Linked DNA regions of Mus musculus: regions 2, 3 and 4 are each linked to region 1. A link is a contact called in public Hi-C and HiChIP or PLAC-seq data. All regions are on one chromosome and are shown on one strand. Each heading gives the region's core, a stretch centred on a gene start, on an enhancer-like site or on the middle of the called end of the contact. The rest is flanking DNA. Distances are from core to core; before and after follow the strand shown. Region 1 overlaps Samd12 (sterile alpha motif domain containing 12). Region 2 overlaps Gm41323 (a long non-coding RNA gene). Region 3 has its middle 69 kb from the start of Gm41323. Region 4 holds the start of Colec10 (collectin sub-family member 10).

Region 1 (3,297 bases), core at 279-2,778:
GGCAGGAAGATCAGAAGGTCAAGGACATTCCTGACTACATGGAATACATGGAACTCTTGTCTTAAGAAAATCATCATCATCATCAACAACAACAAATCTACAACATCTTAGTGACGTTTCAGTATTCACCTACCATTTTTAAGAAAGAAAGGAGTGGGGAATACCTTTATAGCTTTTCAGCATCAGTCTGAGAAATAGTCTACTTCATACCTAATCCATCTCAATTTAGCACACTTAGTATCTGACCTTTACTCTTACTCTGGAAGTCTTTGAATAGAATTCAACCAGCCCTTTCATTTTGAAATGTTAGGCTCAATATATATTCTATTACTAAAAGTAGCTTTATATTAAAGGGTGGGGTTCATGGTATAGATGAGGAAGACCACTGGAGACCCCTTAAATGGGGAGGTAATCCCTTCATATTTTCCATAAGCCTGCACTGCTAAGGTTAGGTTCTATCACCACAGAATGTCCCAGTGAATACTACGTACCTAAGGCCTAGCTAGCAGAGTGTTCTAGAGTTTGCAGGGACACTGACCAGGTCGATCACACTTCTGGAACAGAGAAGGACAGCAAGCTGATCAATTTAGAGTCCAGTGTGACTAAGGAGAAATTTCTTTTTAAAAGAATATTACTAGCGTCTCTCATCCCATCTCACGTAGCTGCACGAGTGGCGCTGTTCAGAGATGGTAGTTTTAAAAGGTGGGAACAGGAGCCTGATCGTAGGTCATTGTCATGTACCCTCAAGGTGACTGTGGAACCTCCGCCTTTGCCCAGCTTTGCTCTCTAGGTAAGTGATGCGTGGATGCTCTGTCCAGTGTTCCCCATCCTTTGGTCTACCCACAGAAGATCAAAGCAATGGGTCTGCCTACTTCTGTACTGAATCTTCAAAATGTGGGTCTAAACAAACCTTTTCTCTGCATATGTTAATTATCACTCTATAGAAAGCTATTGCAAAGCCAACTCTACCGTTAGTTGGTGTAACTGCTCCCCCTGGAGGAACTCAAGAGAACTGCAAACTACTCACCATCTAGTGTCCTGCCCACAAAGACTGAGGAGAAGTCTTTAGGACAAAGCAGGTAAATAATCCTTCGCAAATATTTCTTCCAAGGATAATTTCTCAAACAGATTGAGAACCACCACACAGCTCTGTATTTCAGATCTTTTATGTTTTAGTTTGTACCCTCCCAGAACAAGACAGATATAAAGATGCACACGGCCACCATGGCCATGCTTCCTTTTGCATTCGGATAATTTGAGGATAAACTACTTTAAAGGATAAAGATAACAAGATAATCCTTGAGTGTACATGTACATTATTAGGGATAATCAGTTACTTTATGTTATAAAAATAACAGAAAGGCAAAACCACTTTTTGACAAAAGGTTGTACTTAACTGGAAAAAAAAATTGACTAAAGGAGAATGTGTAGCTTCTGCTCTTTGTTCAAGATGAGCATACCAGGAAGGTGACTCTTGATGAGGTTTTGGTAGCATTACATTTCCTTCTAGCCTACGGCTTTTAGTAACCCATTCTAGGATAAACAGTCTCCATTCCTAAGTATGTTTTAAGGATGAGCTGTCCAATCTGCCCACACATGTGGAACAGCCAAGTCTCCTGGACACATTCCATGTGCAGAAGTGGCAGCTCTGACTCAAACTGTCTGCCTGTCCCGTGTGAGAGCGAAGAGAGGAAGAGAGGCCTTCCATGGCAGTTATGGTTCAATGTCATTCGTTCAGTGTGCCCCTTCCCTTCTCTCTGGATGGCTATTTTTTTTTCTTAGACATTCCCCACATCTCAGCAAAGCACAGACATCAGTGGACGGAGTTGTAAAAGGAAAAGGAGAAATCAGATTTTCTTTCTAGCAAATCAGGGAACCTGGGTTCACTAATTTAACAGCTCTACTGAAGTGGAAACAAAGACACAGTTACTCATCTTAACCAGTGCGATGACATTGAAAAGTGGGACGTAAAGAAAAACAGAAAACATTATAAGAATAGATTAGCATCCTGATTACTAACTACAGTAATTGTTACTATTAATTAAGCTAATAGATTAGGGAAAGAACTTTGACCAGACAATGCTTCCATCCCTACCGCCTCCCCCTCAACCCCTCCAAGTCAGGGAACATCACTCAAATTCTGGTACAGAATAATTAGTGACATTGCCCTTCTATTCAGTTGCCTCTAACAGGCCCTTGGGAGTCAGCTGGATTCAAAGAAACCTTTAAACGTGAACAGAATCAAATAGCCGAGACTGGGCTTCATCTAAAATAACATAGAGCTTGTTGAGCTAAATGGTACAGCTGCCAAAATTCCAGATTGTAGAGATTGTCCTAAGTGAAAATCAAACCATTTTCTGGCATACAGATTCATTTATTGAGGCTTGGCTAACCTGGCCAAGTGCTACTGAGGACAACCAACATATGATAGAATCAGAGGAGAACCTCTCAGCCAACAGGACCTTGCTTGACTTCTCCAGGCTTGCTTGCCCTCGCTGTAGCATCCATCTCAAATACGTACCATCGCCTCAAATACATACCATCTACATGCATTCGCAGAATCATCACTGAAGACTATTTGATTATGTAAAACTCCAATTTTATTTTAATGAGTTACCTACTGTGTTTGTATTTTGATTTTTTTCAGAACATTTGCATATTTAAAGAAGTGTTTAGAAATGTGGCCCATGATGTTTTTTGGGGGAAAAACTATGGATTAAGGAAAAAATGGAGCTCTGCAGAATGGGGTTAGTGAAGGAAACTACATTATGAGAGTCCTCCTAGTAACCACCCAGCTTCAGAACAGAGCTCCATTCTCGAACAATGAGTCCTGTCTCTTTCTTAGTCTTCTCTGTGTCTCCATTCTCCCGGAGCTGGCCCTCCAGTAATAGCTGGGCAAATGTTTATTGAGTAAATTAATGAGCACTAATTTAAAGATAATTGAACAATTAGTAGGTAATGAATGATTTGTAAATTAGCAATTTATAATAAATTACAAATTATTTGGTTAATCGGTAAATAATTAAACTTCAATAGAAATAGCTATGAGATATTCAGTAAGTAAACAAATGGACAACACAGAGGGAAAAAAAATCCTCTGAAAATGAAAGGACCAAAATATTGGATATTCACAATGAGGAGAAATGTTATTATTTTCTCACACTGTAAGATATAAGTAGATGCTGAAACAGAATTAGATAAATTAGTGTGAGTAGTGCAATTCACAGTATCATCTTGCATAATAACCTATTATTAACAATGATTTATTTAATATTCAACTGCTAAATGCCCAATTTA
Region 2 (3,396 bases), core at 15-2,514, 770 kb before region 1:
AGAAAATTTCAAGGCAGGATAGCATTCAGGTGGTCATATGGCAGTACTTCTTATTGTCATTATCCAGATCTATAATGAAATTGAGGTACAAGTCTGGCATTAAGAACATTTTAAAAGTATAGTTTGTTGAGGAAGAAAGCATGAGTTTAAAGCTAGAAAAGAGGTTGTAATTGTTAAAGAAACTAGACCTATTAAAGAGAAAGCCTCTGCTATATATGTTCTGGAACAATGAGAAACTTACCCTCAGGTCAAGACTCCACTGATCAAAAACTCAAACCTACTAAAATGCACATTTATTTGAAAAGAAAGAGTATAAATTGAGAATGTCATAAAAGGTGTTCCCTGTTGTAAACAACTGCCTAGGGAAGTAATTTTGCAGAAGCAGCCACCAAAGTATCTGCAGGCTTGCATAGTTTTTGGCAACAGAACTCAGTAGCTTCCTTCAAATAATATTGGTTTTGATGCAAGATTGAGGGGTTATGTGTCTTGTTATACAATTCCAGAGAGCTATTGAGGCTATGTATTGTATAGGGAGAGTTTAGGCCTAAAAGGGGGCCTTGAAAAACCATTACATGAAGTTGTGAAGGTTCAGCCTTGGTTTCCAAAGAGACTCCAGGATAGCAGAGATGCCAGGACCATGGGATTTCTACTGAAAAAAAAGGTATATACACAGAAAACAACTGGCCCAAAAGGAAGGATGTATGTGCTACAGGCACCAGAGTTGGAGGAATGGGGCTGGAGATGTACTATTACTAAAGTCCTTTGCATTCATGAAGATTCCAACAGGAGTCCCAGATTGCAGAGAGCTGAAGGATTTGGCGTTTCTCTCCTGGATCTTGGTCTTGATTTGGTGCAAGCTTTCTTTACTATGCCCCAATTCTCCCTTTGGGGGATGGGAATGTTTATTTTGTCCCACAGAATATTAAACCTATGCAACTTGTTCTTTACACTATGGGGACTAAAAATAAAGAGGTTGTCTTGAGTCTAAGGAGACTTTGTCCTTTGACCTTTGGCCAGTGTTAGTATAATGGGGACTGCTGGGACTTTTAAAGGTAGAACGTATGAATTTTGCTTCACTGCTTCATGGACACCAAGAGCAGCACATTGTATTGTGAATGTGAAATATGCACCACAAGGTCATGCCTTTGAGCATTTTGGTTTCAATACACATTTTTTTCAGTTGGCAGAGCTATTTGGGAATGTTGTTAAATCTTTAGGAGGCTGAACATCAATGGAGGATGTGAGTCACTGGGAGTAGGCCTTGAGATTTCATAGCCTCACTCCACTTCTTGTTTAGTCTCTCCACCTTCTTACTTCCTGTGCACTGTAATCAAATGCCTTCCACTTCTGCAGCCATATTTCTCTCACTGTGATTGACTACATCCTGAAACTGTAAGTCAAATGAGCCTTTACTTCTTCAAGTTGTTTTCTATTAGGTATGTGGTCATAACTGCATGCCAAATAAACAATACACATTTTTTCTGAAGTTTCAAGAAAGGAAAATGATACCAGTTATTTTCATTTTTGTGCAAATAGAACAGCATGTTCTGATGTGGTTGATCTAAATTTAGAGTGGCAGACCATTTCAATTTGTCCATGTCTCAGGAAACCCCTGAGACCCAAACAAGATACTTGATAACCTGTAAGCCAAAAGAATAAATTAGTAAACTAGGGTTCCCAGCAGCTCATTAATGGTAAAAATCTAAAATTTTCTGCCCTTTTCTAATAAAAGACAAATTTCTCTAAGGAAAGGACATTAACATTTTAGTAAAGATTACTTATCAAATAATTCCAGGTTATTCATTAATCTACATTTATTAATAGTATATTACATGGGATAAAGTTCTGGGGACATAAATAACCCAGACATTAAAGAAAGAAAAAAAAATAGTTTAGAGGGCGGGGGGAAGAAAAAACCAGGCATTGATATCAAAGCAAGATAGTTCCATAATTTTTTTGTCTGAGCACAAGAGTAGTACAGCACACACAAGGAATAAATCCTTAATGGCCTTAAATAAATAATGGCCTTGGGAGGACAGGACAGATTTCTGTGTAAGGGGAGGGTATTTGAGACCTGAGACAACCAGGAATTAATGAGGTAAGCAGTAAATGTAAAGGAAAGATAAGCCATGGAAGCAGAATATTGAAGTAATAATAGTCTCTGGGAGTTTATAACCAGCTTCCCTGGGGTGGAAGCTTTAAGGAATAGGTGATAGTAAAAAGTGGGCTCAATGAAAGTAGAAAGAGTTCACACTTTAGTGGAAAGCCTTAAATATAGAAGTGGGGCATGTGGAAATGAAATGTTGGCCAAAAGATTAAACCAAACAAATGGTGCCTCAAAAAGTTTAGGGAAACATGATTTTCTAAGGAAATAGTTAGGGAAGAGAATAGATACAGGTGACATGGAAAGATAGGAGATATGTAGCTGTCCAGCAGCCATGGGTGAAATAAGTACCTGAAAGGGAGGCTGGAAATAAAAAAGGATGGGTGTGTGAGAGAAGGATGGAGGCAAGACAAAGGTTTCTGATCAAGGCTCAAAGTTTTATTTTCAGCTCTGTGTTTAAATAGGGAAACCCCACAGACCCATCCTTTGTTTCAGCTGGATTGAATAGCAAAGCAAGCTCAACAGGCAGTCAACTCCTCAAAGCTCCAGTAGGAATTACAAATGCTGTCTCTTGTGGTGATGAACAGCAGTATGGAAGTATAAGCTGAATAACTCTTTCCTCCCCAATTTGCTTCGTGGTTATGACGTTTTGTCCAGGAATAGAAACCCTGACTAAGACAGCCCTAGTCTCCAAAATCAATCATCCTATTACTCTTGATTGTCCACTGTAACTAGATTGACAGAACCTGCTACTGAAGATATTATTTATTTTGAATGCAAGACATAAAAAAAAAAATCAACTCTACATTGACCAAAAACTATTTCCCTGATGGATAGATTTTATATATATAGTGTCACAAATTATTATGCAAGCTGCTGGGAAACAAAAGACATCAATGGTCTTATCCAGCCCTGAACACTGCATGTTATTATACGGTGCCACTAACAAGATGTGTTCACTGTTGCAGTAGTAGCATGAAGATTTTGGTGGTGTGGTGGTTTGAATATGGTTGGCTCATAGGGAGTAGTATTTTTAGGAGGTGTGGCCCTATTGGAGGAAGTGTGTCACTATGGGCATGGACTTTGGAGGTTTCCTTCTATGCTGAGACTCCACCCATTGCAGAAGAGCACTTCCTCCTATCTGCCTTGAGATCAAGATGTAGAACTCTTGGCTTCTTCTCCAGGCACATAACTGCCTGGACACTGCCATACTTCCTGCCATGATGATACTGGACTGAACCTCAGAACCTTTAAGCCAGGACCAATTAAATGTTGTCCCTTGTAAGAGTTGC
Region 3 (3,355 bases), core at 478-2,977, 690 kb before region 1:
GAGGCCCTCCCTTCATCGCTGCTTTAGTCTCCTATCTTTAGAGCACGCACTGACAGCTCCCAAGACTGAACATGAGTTCATACCTAATGCCAAGCAAAGTCAGAATCAAGTATATCCATCACTCAACTAAAAGCACACTGGAACGGAGGACACGGTCAACCAGAGAGCATCTCTGAGCAGGGGTTGCTCTGGCGGGTATCTGATGGAGACACTGCTTTGTCATGCTTCTAAAGAGAATATAAGCAGACAGCCTCACAGTCTCGCAGGGAGAAATACTTCCAATTCTAGGAGTCAGCGCAGAGGAAAGACAAAGCAGACCACCCACAGCAACGATGCTATGTTATAATCCCCTCATCTGTCACCAGCATTCATACATTGACCTTGCCTTTAGCCTTCCTGGAGCTGGATCAGGTGCTCCATGCTACAGTTGGTGGAAACAGATATCACATGTCTATTCACTCACAGTAAGTCATGTAGCCTGAGAACTCCTGAAATGGTCTCTCCTTGATTTCTCAATCACCAGTGCACATAACTTCTCCAAATCAAAGCACCAGTAACAAAAGCCAGCCACGGGAGTCGAGTCAGGAGTTAGAGTGAGGCTGGGACTTCTGCCCTTTCCTCTTCATTTCCACTTTGTTTTATAAGCTAATGAGTGCATAATTTCCTTTGCCAGGATCTTCTGAAGGGTGTTTTGATTTTGGGTTAAGTTACCAAGGAGATTCTGAAACAGAAGGTGAACAAATCCTTTACTCACGGACACAAGGAAAGCTTGGGATAGTCCTCATTTGCTCCATCAGCCCCACTTCTCATATTTATATTTGAACTGCCATAGCCTGGGTTCTCATGGAGAAGAAGGACACTGGAATGTGCAGTAATGAGATAGACCTCTTCCTTCTAAAGCAAAGCAATCTACCTGTCCCATAAAGCTGACTGTGCTGCTAAAACATAGTGGCGGGGAAAGATGCCAAAATAAATCATTCACGAGATTTAAAGATGCTCCCCAAAGGAAGTGCTCTCTCATGAGGATAGTTAGAATATCTACCTGCCATTGAAGGATATGCAAGCCGCCCCTTACACCAATGTGAGCCTCTTGTAACCAGGGAGGGTCACAGAGATTCAATTCCATAAAAAGCAGCTTGTAAAAATAAAATTCAATTCTTGGCTTGTGTTGCAACACTTCCTCTGTTCCAAACTTAATACTGGAGCCACCCACAGGACCGCTGTCACAGCCAAATACAGTAGGGAATCAAGTCTTCTCACAGGAGGCCATCAAGAAGAGCCCCACTGCCAGCATCAGGTAACAGTACAAACAGGCTGTGGAGGCCCCAGAGCAGGATCGCTGTGTTTGCCTCATCTTGACAAGCCAGAGATGCTCTACAGGCCTTCTCAAAGTATTATTCATAAATATAATACTGTAGACCACAGAGACAGCTATTCCCTGGCACTCAGAACTTCTGACTCTGGAGGAAGCAATTCTCAGTTTGCCAGACTCTGTGAACCCAAAATGATGACCACAGAGAAAAAGACCTCTCATGTGATCTCTGTCTAACCCATAGTACTCATTCAGTTGCCGTGATGTATTTGCTCTCCTGTATAATTTACTAATGTTATCCAAATATAATTCTTCTCTTCTCAGCTAGACAGTAAATTATATGACGTCAGATACCGTCCAGCCCCAGACATCAACTTTAAGCTATTAGAACCAACCTCCTTAAACAAACTTCACATCATTTGCCTTCAAAGAGAGAACTGTATTCCAATATGTTGCATCATTCATGCCACAGTCATGATTCATTTGCTCTAATTTATATCATTTCTTGCTCCCTGAGCTGTTTTTCTCTTTTAATATTTCTCAATCTTCCTTCTTGTAAATGATCTAGTCTTGCTTCTTATATTAGCCTTGAACATGAGAATTTTCCGAGCATCTAACAAGAGAGCTGGCTCTGAAGACAAACATCCTGAATCTAAATCCTAATACCATTATGATGGTTTGTATATTCTTGGGCCAGGAGTGCCACTATTATGAGGTATGGCATTGTTGGAATAGGTGTGTAACTGGGGACATGGGCTTTAATACCCTAGTCCTAGCTGCCTGGAAGCCAGTCTTCTAGTAGCTTTCAGACAAAGATGTAGAACTTTCAGCTCCTCTTGCACCATATCTGCCTAGATACTGCTATGCTTCTGCCTTGATGATAATGGACTGAACCTCTGAACCTGTAAGCCAGCCCCAATTATATATTGTCTTTAAAAGAGTTGCCTTGGGCATGGTATTTGTCCATAGCAGTAAACCCTAATGATAACAAACACCATTTATCAACAAAGTGATCCTAGGAAAGTTATTTTAGTTTATGTAACCTTAGTTTTCTCAGCAATAAAATGATATCCATAACAGCACCTATTTTCTTGAATTGAGCAGATAAAATGGCTTTTTAAGCAAGACAATCTGAGTAATACCCAATACTATAGATGTGTTCAATAATTATCATAAGTTGAACAATTTTTGGCCCTTCACTGGCCATGTGGATGCTTTAATGTTTAGTGGACGTAACAATATTCAGTGTAGCTTGTCTCCCAGATAGTTTACACATGATAATCTACTCCAGGATTACTCCAAAAGATGGAAGAGACCACCTCCTCTTCTCTTACACAAACAGGACATCCTCTGCCTGATACAGAGAAAGTTTAGTGTGAACATCGTCTCATCTGGTGATTGATTTCTTGTGGGTCCCAGATTTATTAAATGGAGCACCACAGAGCTTTAGTAAAATTAAACACAAAAGAGTCTTCTTTTCCCCTATAGATTGATTTTCTATCAAAGAAACACCTAACTTGTGCTTCTCTGCACACTTAACACTTACAAGTATGCCATAACATTTCCTATACATCCAATCATGGTCTCCACCCTTGAGTGGACAGCAACTAGGACTTTTTTTTTTTTAGTATCATTATTTTGCCTCTTTTTTTTACTAGATATTTTCTTTATTTACATTTCATATGTTATCCCCTTTCTTGATTTCCCCTCTGAAAGCCCCATATCCCATCACTCCTCCCCCTGTTCACCCACTCCCGCCTCCCTATTCTGGCATTCCCATATACTGGGGCATCGAGCCTTCACAGGACCAAGAGCCTCTCCTCCCATTGGTGTCAGACAAGGCCTTCCTCAATTACATATGCAGCTGGAGCCCTGGGTCCCTCCATGTGTACTTTTTGGTTGGTGGTTTAGTCCCTGGGAGTTCTGGGGGTACTGGTTAGTTCATATTGTTGTTCCTCCTATGGGGCTGCAAACCCCTTCAGCTCCTTGGGTCCTTTCTCTAGCTCCTCTGTTGGGTCCAATGGTTGACTGCAAGCATCCACT
Region 4 (3,500 bases), core at 17-2,516, 720 kb after region 1:
TTATAGCAGAAAATAAGGTAGAGAGCACTTGATTGACAACTAATGTCGACTTCTTCACACAGGGCAGAGAGAGAGAGAGAGAGAGAGAGAGAGAGAGAGAGAGAGAGAGAGCGCACAGGGGAAGGAGGAGGAGGAAGAGGAGGGGGAAGAAGAGGAGGAAGATGGGGAAGAGGGAAAGGGGCTAGAAAGGAAGTGAGGGGTAGGGACATGGAAAGATACAGCGAAACACAAATTTTAAAAAGAATAGAAAAGGTCTTTTCAATGTAAATGACTGATTCTAATTTTCTAATAAGTTACAATCAAATCTAGACTGTTCATAGTGAAACACACTGTTAGATGAGAATACAGATATACAGAGAAATACAGGGACCTCGATCACCATAATGTCTACCCGTCTGTCTCAAATCCATACAGTCTATATAAAAATCATCTGTCATTTAAGAAATATAATTGGACACTTTCTCCACAATTAAGTAAAGAACTTGCTACAAACATCACACGCACATATTTGTATTTTACCATAACTTGTCAGCTATTATTGTGGAGAGAGACAAATCATATCTGTTCCTATCTTGTCCCATTTTCCAAATAAAGCTGTCTTCATTTTATGTTATTTCCTTGAGATAGTGTGCTAGAAGGACAAGTGCCAGACCATAATTATATGCATTTTTAATAGCTTTCATTCTTATTACCAGATTGACTTACAGAAAAAAATTCATTCATTTGGAGCTTACTCTCAGGGTAATTTATGCTCTCAAGAGAAAGAGGTATGTCATAGAAATTATTAACAACATCTGTGATCAACTGCCACATTCAGTCACGAGCACTCCATTATGAGAAACTCAAAGCCATGCCTGATGCTTGCAAAATGTGCAGAAATCTCAGGTCACAACCTCCCCATCACTCCCAGAATTCAACTCAATGCAAACTACAGAGCCAGCTGGAGGTCTAAGCACCAGTTAGCTCTGTACTCTCTGCTTATGGAGAGGTTTGCACTGACCTGAATATCTGAGTGTTTAGTTTAGAGATAATTTTCAATAAACTGTTGTCATTGGAAAAGAAACAGTCTGGACAATGTATGGTCCATTTGGGATCCTGAGAAAGTAAACAACCAAGGGAATGCCTCCTTGCTTGCCTTTGCAGCCATTTCTGGAATGTACTTTCCAGATACCTCCTTGTTTTAGTTTGTAGCAGAAGGTTTTACTTTAAAAAAAAAATAATGCTGTTTATTTCGTGTGTCTTGGAGACCCTCTGTTGAAGAATCACAGTCATGAATGGCTTTAGAGTCCTGCTTCGAAGCAACCTATCCATGCTGTTGCTGCTAGCTCTCTTGCACTTTCAGAGTCTGGGTCTGGATGTTGATAGTCGATCAGCTGCAGAAGTCTGTGCCACACATACCATTTCACCAGGACCTAAAGGTGAGGAAGAAACCTCAAATCTCATACAATATATGGATCTATTTCCTCGCCTCAAAGCCACCCTAGCTGCTGTGTGGCTTCTCTCCCCCTCCTTCTGAGTTTCCTCTGATTTCCTGTCTATTTTTCAAATCAGTAGACTATTAGTTATTTCCTATAGGCTTCCCTGGATTGTAAGTTAGAGAAGGTGGAAAAGGGTGGAATCCTAGGATAAAAGTGTGATGTCGAACACTGAGGACCCTGAGACCCTCTTCCAGTGCGTTTAGATGGGGGTGAGGATTCATAACCTTTTGGTTAGACCACTTTCCTTTATTCTAGAGCTGCCTTCCTTCTTCTCTTTCCTCACTCATATTGATTCTAAAGAGAAATTTAGCTAGGAGGCAAATTTTTTTTTCTAGAGTATATCTTTTGTAATTAATGGTTTCCTAAGTTCCAATGTGGAAGATTATTTTTAACTAAAGATCCAAAGTAGAATACAAACGAATATTTTTATTTGAAAGTGGAATCTCTGAGGTCAACTGCCTTCAGTGGAGAATGGTAAAATATTGCTTCCCCCCCTCCCCAAGTAGAGTCAAGGTCTAAGGTCCAAATCCCCTTCTAGCACTAGCTGTTGTTGATATTTTTTCCTTGGGTGGAGGGGTGGGCATGCAGTTAAATAAATCTGTTTTCCTTGTGTCAGCTCTTACCCTTTTGTTCTGAAAGTGGTCACTGCACTGCAGATTGGTTCTGTTCTATTAGTAATTCATGCTATGCTTCCTGAGGCTATTGGAAGGAAGAATTGTAGCTGCTAAAAAAATCTCAAATAGAAAAAAAAAAGATTTAAAAGAAGAAAGGCAGGAAAGAAACATGGCTCGATGCTTGTCAGTTATTTAAATGTGTATTGCTTAAAGTGCATTTTTCTTAATCATTGAATTAATTTTCTCCTGTGATTGCAATCCAGCTTCTAACCTTTGATACCATAAAATAAACGGAGGGAGTCACAGTGAGACCTTGGGGCTTCCAAATCATTTCCGTGGTGAATAAATGAATAATGTAAGGGCAAATGTTCAGAGAGGAAAGTTTTGGTTAGAAATAGTATTTACTGAAGTCTATTACTGGACCTTTCTCAGAATACAAGGAAATTGCATTTTCCCTGTGGTGTCCTGAAGACTGGATGTTAAAGTCTTCCTCAAATGTGCAACTGAGAGAATCTAGTTGATGGTTTTTTTCCCCCTTGAAGAAAAGCTGCAATTTTTACAATGGAATAAGAATGCACAAAAAGCTATTAATTAAATACCCTGAACATAACACATTCCCATCCAACAACTATGTCCTTTGCAATTCAACTACTAGACATTGACTGTATATTTTAAGTCCCCATCTTAGGCACAGCAGTACACTAAATATATTAGTGTCATAAGCAATAAAGAGATAAGTTGTTTTTCATAGGTTTTCTGAGAGGGTATTGAGTTGGGACCTGGGCATGATACTGCAGAGCAGATGACAACAGAAATTGTACTGACAGGAACAAGTCTGCCGAATGAGCTTAAGAAAAACATTCATTAGTTCTGGCTTTCCAAAGGCCACATGCAATATGGAGTAAAAATCTTAAATTTCTGCAAAATCAGCCAGGTACCACAACATTCAGGAGGTTGAAGCAGGGGAATTTCAAGTTGAGGATGACCCTCATCTACCTGATGAGAAGCAATGCAAGTTTTTATAAGAGAAAAAAAAAAAAACAAGGCATCTACCTTCCAAAAAATTAAACAACTTTATTTCATTTTATCCCTTCAACCTAGCGTGGAGTTTATTGAGAACCAGTAGCATCCATAAGTCTTCTTTAGTCATGTCTTCACCTAGTGCAAAGGTAGAGTCATCTTATTAGAGATTCAAGTACCGTTTTAAACTTCGGAAGCTGGCCTATCTTGCTGAGCCCAGAGAGAACTGTGAACAGATTCTAAGCTGGTGCAGAAGGGTAGAGCCACAAGCGTGCCTTGAAGGAGGAGCTGAGACAGTGCCTCAGAACACCGCGTTTCATGGTCTCACATCTTCTAGATGCGGATATGGTTTCCTCTAGTGGAGCATGTAGTCTTCACACCACAGGCG

What was found. HiChIP or PLAC-seq counts read pairs in DNA pulled down with a chosen protein or histone mark. A called contact is a pair of places that touch in the nucleus more often than the background predicts.
Region 2: a contact with region 1 is called in a CTCF HiChIP or PLAC-seq map of the NIH/3T3 cell line, with 9 read pairs. The contact joins two enhancer-like sites. A contact is called at or near these places in 2 of 15 datasets of contacts at CTCF or cohesin (the NIH/3T3 cell line and large pre-B cells) and 11 of 484 Hi-C or Micro-C datasets (the C2C12 cell line, adipose-derived mesenchymal stem cells, embryonic fibroblasts and 8 more).
Region 3: a CTCF HiChIP or PLAC-seq map of the NIH/3T3 cell line shows a contact between it and region 1, with 8 read pairs. The contact joins two enhancer-like sites. A contact is called at or near these places in 3 of 15 datasets of contacts at CTCF or cohesin (the NIH/3T3 cell line, large pre-B cells and pro-B cells) and 2 of 484 Hi-C or Micro-C datasets (adipose-derived mesenchymal stem cells and bone marrow-derived macrophages).
Region 4: a contact with region 1 is called in a Hi-C map of embryonic fibroblasts, with 4 times the contacts expected there. The contact joins the promoter of Colec10 here to the enhancer-like site in region 1. A contact is called at or near these places in 11 of 39 promoter capture datasets (the 3T3-L1 cell line, 3T3-L1-derived adipocytes, the HPC-7 cell line and 7 more) and 3 of 484 Hi-C or Micro-C datasets (cerebellar granule neurons, embryonic fibroblasts and uterus).

What each region holds. Positions count from the first base shown.
Region 1 is chr15:53,687,868-53,691,164 of GRCm38.p6, forward strand. The region is part of intron 3 of Samd12 (sterile alpha motif domain containing 12); the gene reads right to left. Among named protein-coding and RNA genes, the nearest start is that of Mir28c, 75 kb to the left of the region's middle. Within about 2 kb of position 1,529, at least 51 of the 459 cell types and tissues checked have an H3K27ac peak or open chromatin away from gene starts, as enhancers often do. A contact at or near this core is called in the C2C12 cell line, the NIH/3T3 cell line, adipose-derived mesenchymal stem cells and 4 more, where this site is marked.
Region 2 is chr15:52,921,242-52,924,637 of GRCm38.p6, forward strand. All of the region lies in intron 3 of Gm41323 (a long non-coding RNA gene), which reads right to left. Among named protein-coding and RNA genes, the nearest start is that of Gm41323, 11 kb to the right of the region's middle. Within about 2 kb of position 1,265, at least 18 of the 459 cell types and tissues checked have an H3K27ac peak or open chromatin away from gene starts, as enhancers often do. A contact at or near this core is called in the C2C12 cell line, the NIH/3T3 cell line, adipose-derived mesenchymal stem cells and 3 more, where this site is marked.
Region 3 is chr15:53,000,409-53,003,763 of GRCm38.p6, forward strand. No RefSeq gene overlaps it. Among named protein-coding and RNA genes, the nearest start is that of Gm41323, 69 kb to the left of the region's middle. Within about 2 kb of position 1,728, at least 31 of the 459 cell types and tissues checked have an H3K27ac peak or open chromatin away from gene starts, as enhancers often do. A contact at or near this core is called in the NIH/3T3 cell line, where this site is marked.
Region 4 is chr15:54,409,508-54,413,007 of GRCm38.p6, forward strand. Colec10 (collectin sub-family member 10) reads left to right here and starts at 1,267. Exons shown (of 6, transcript NM_173422.3): 1 at 1,267-1,418. The coding sequence starts at 1,271.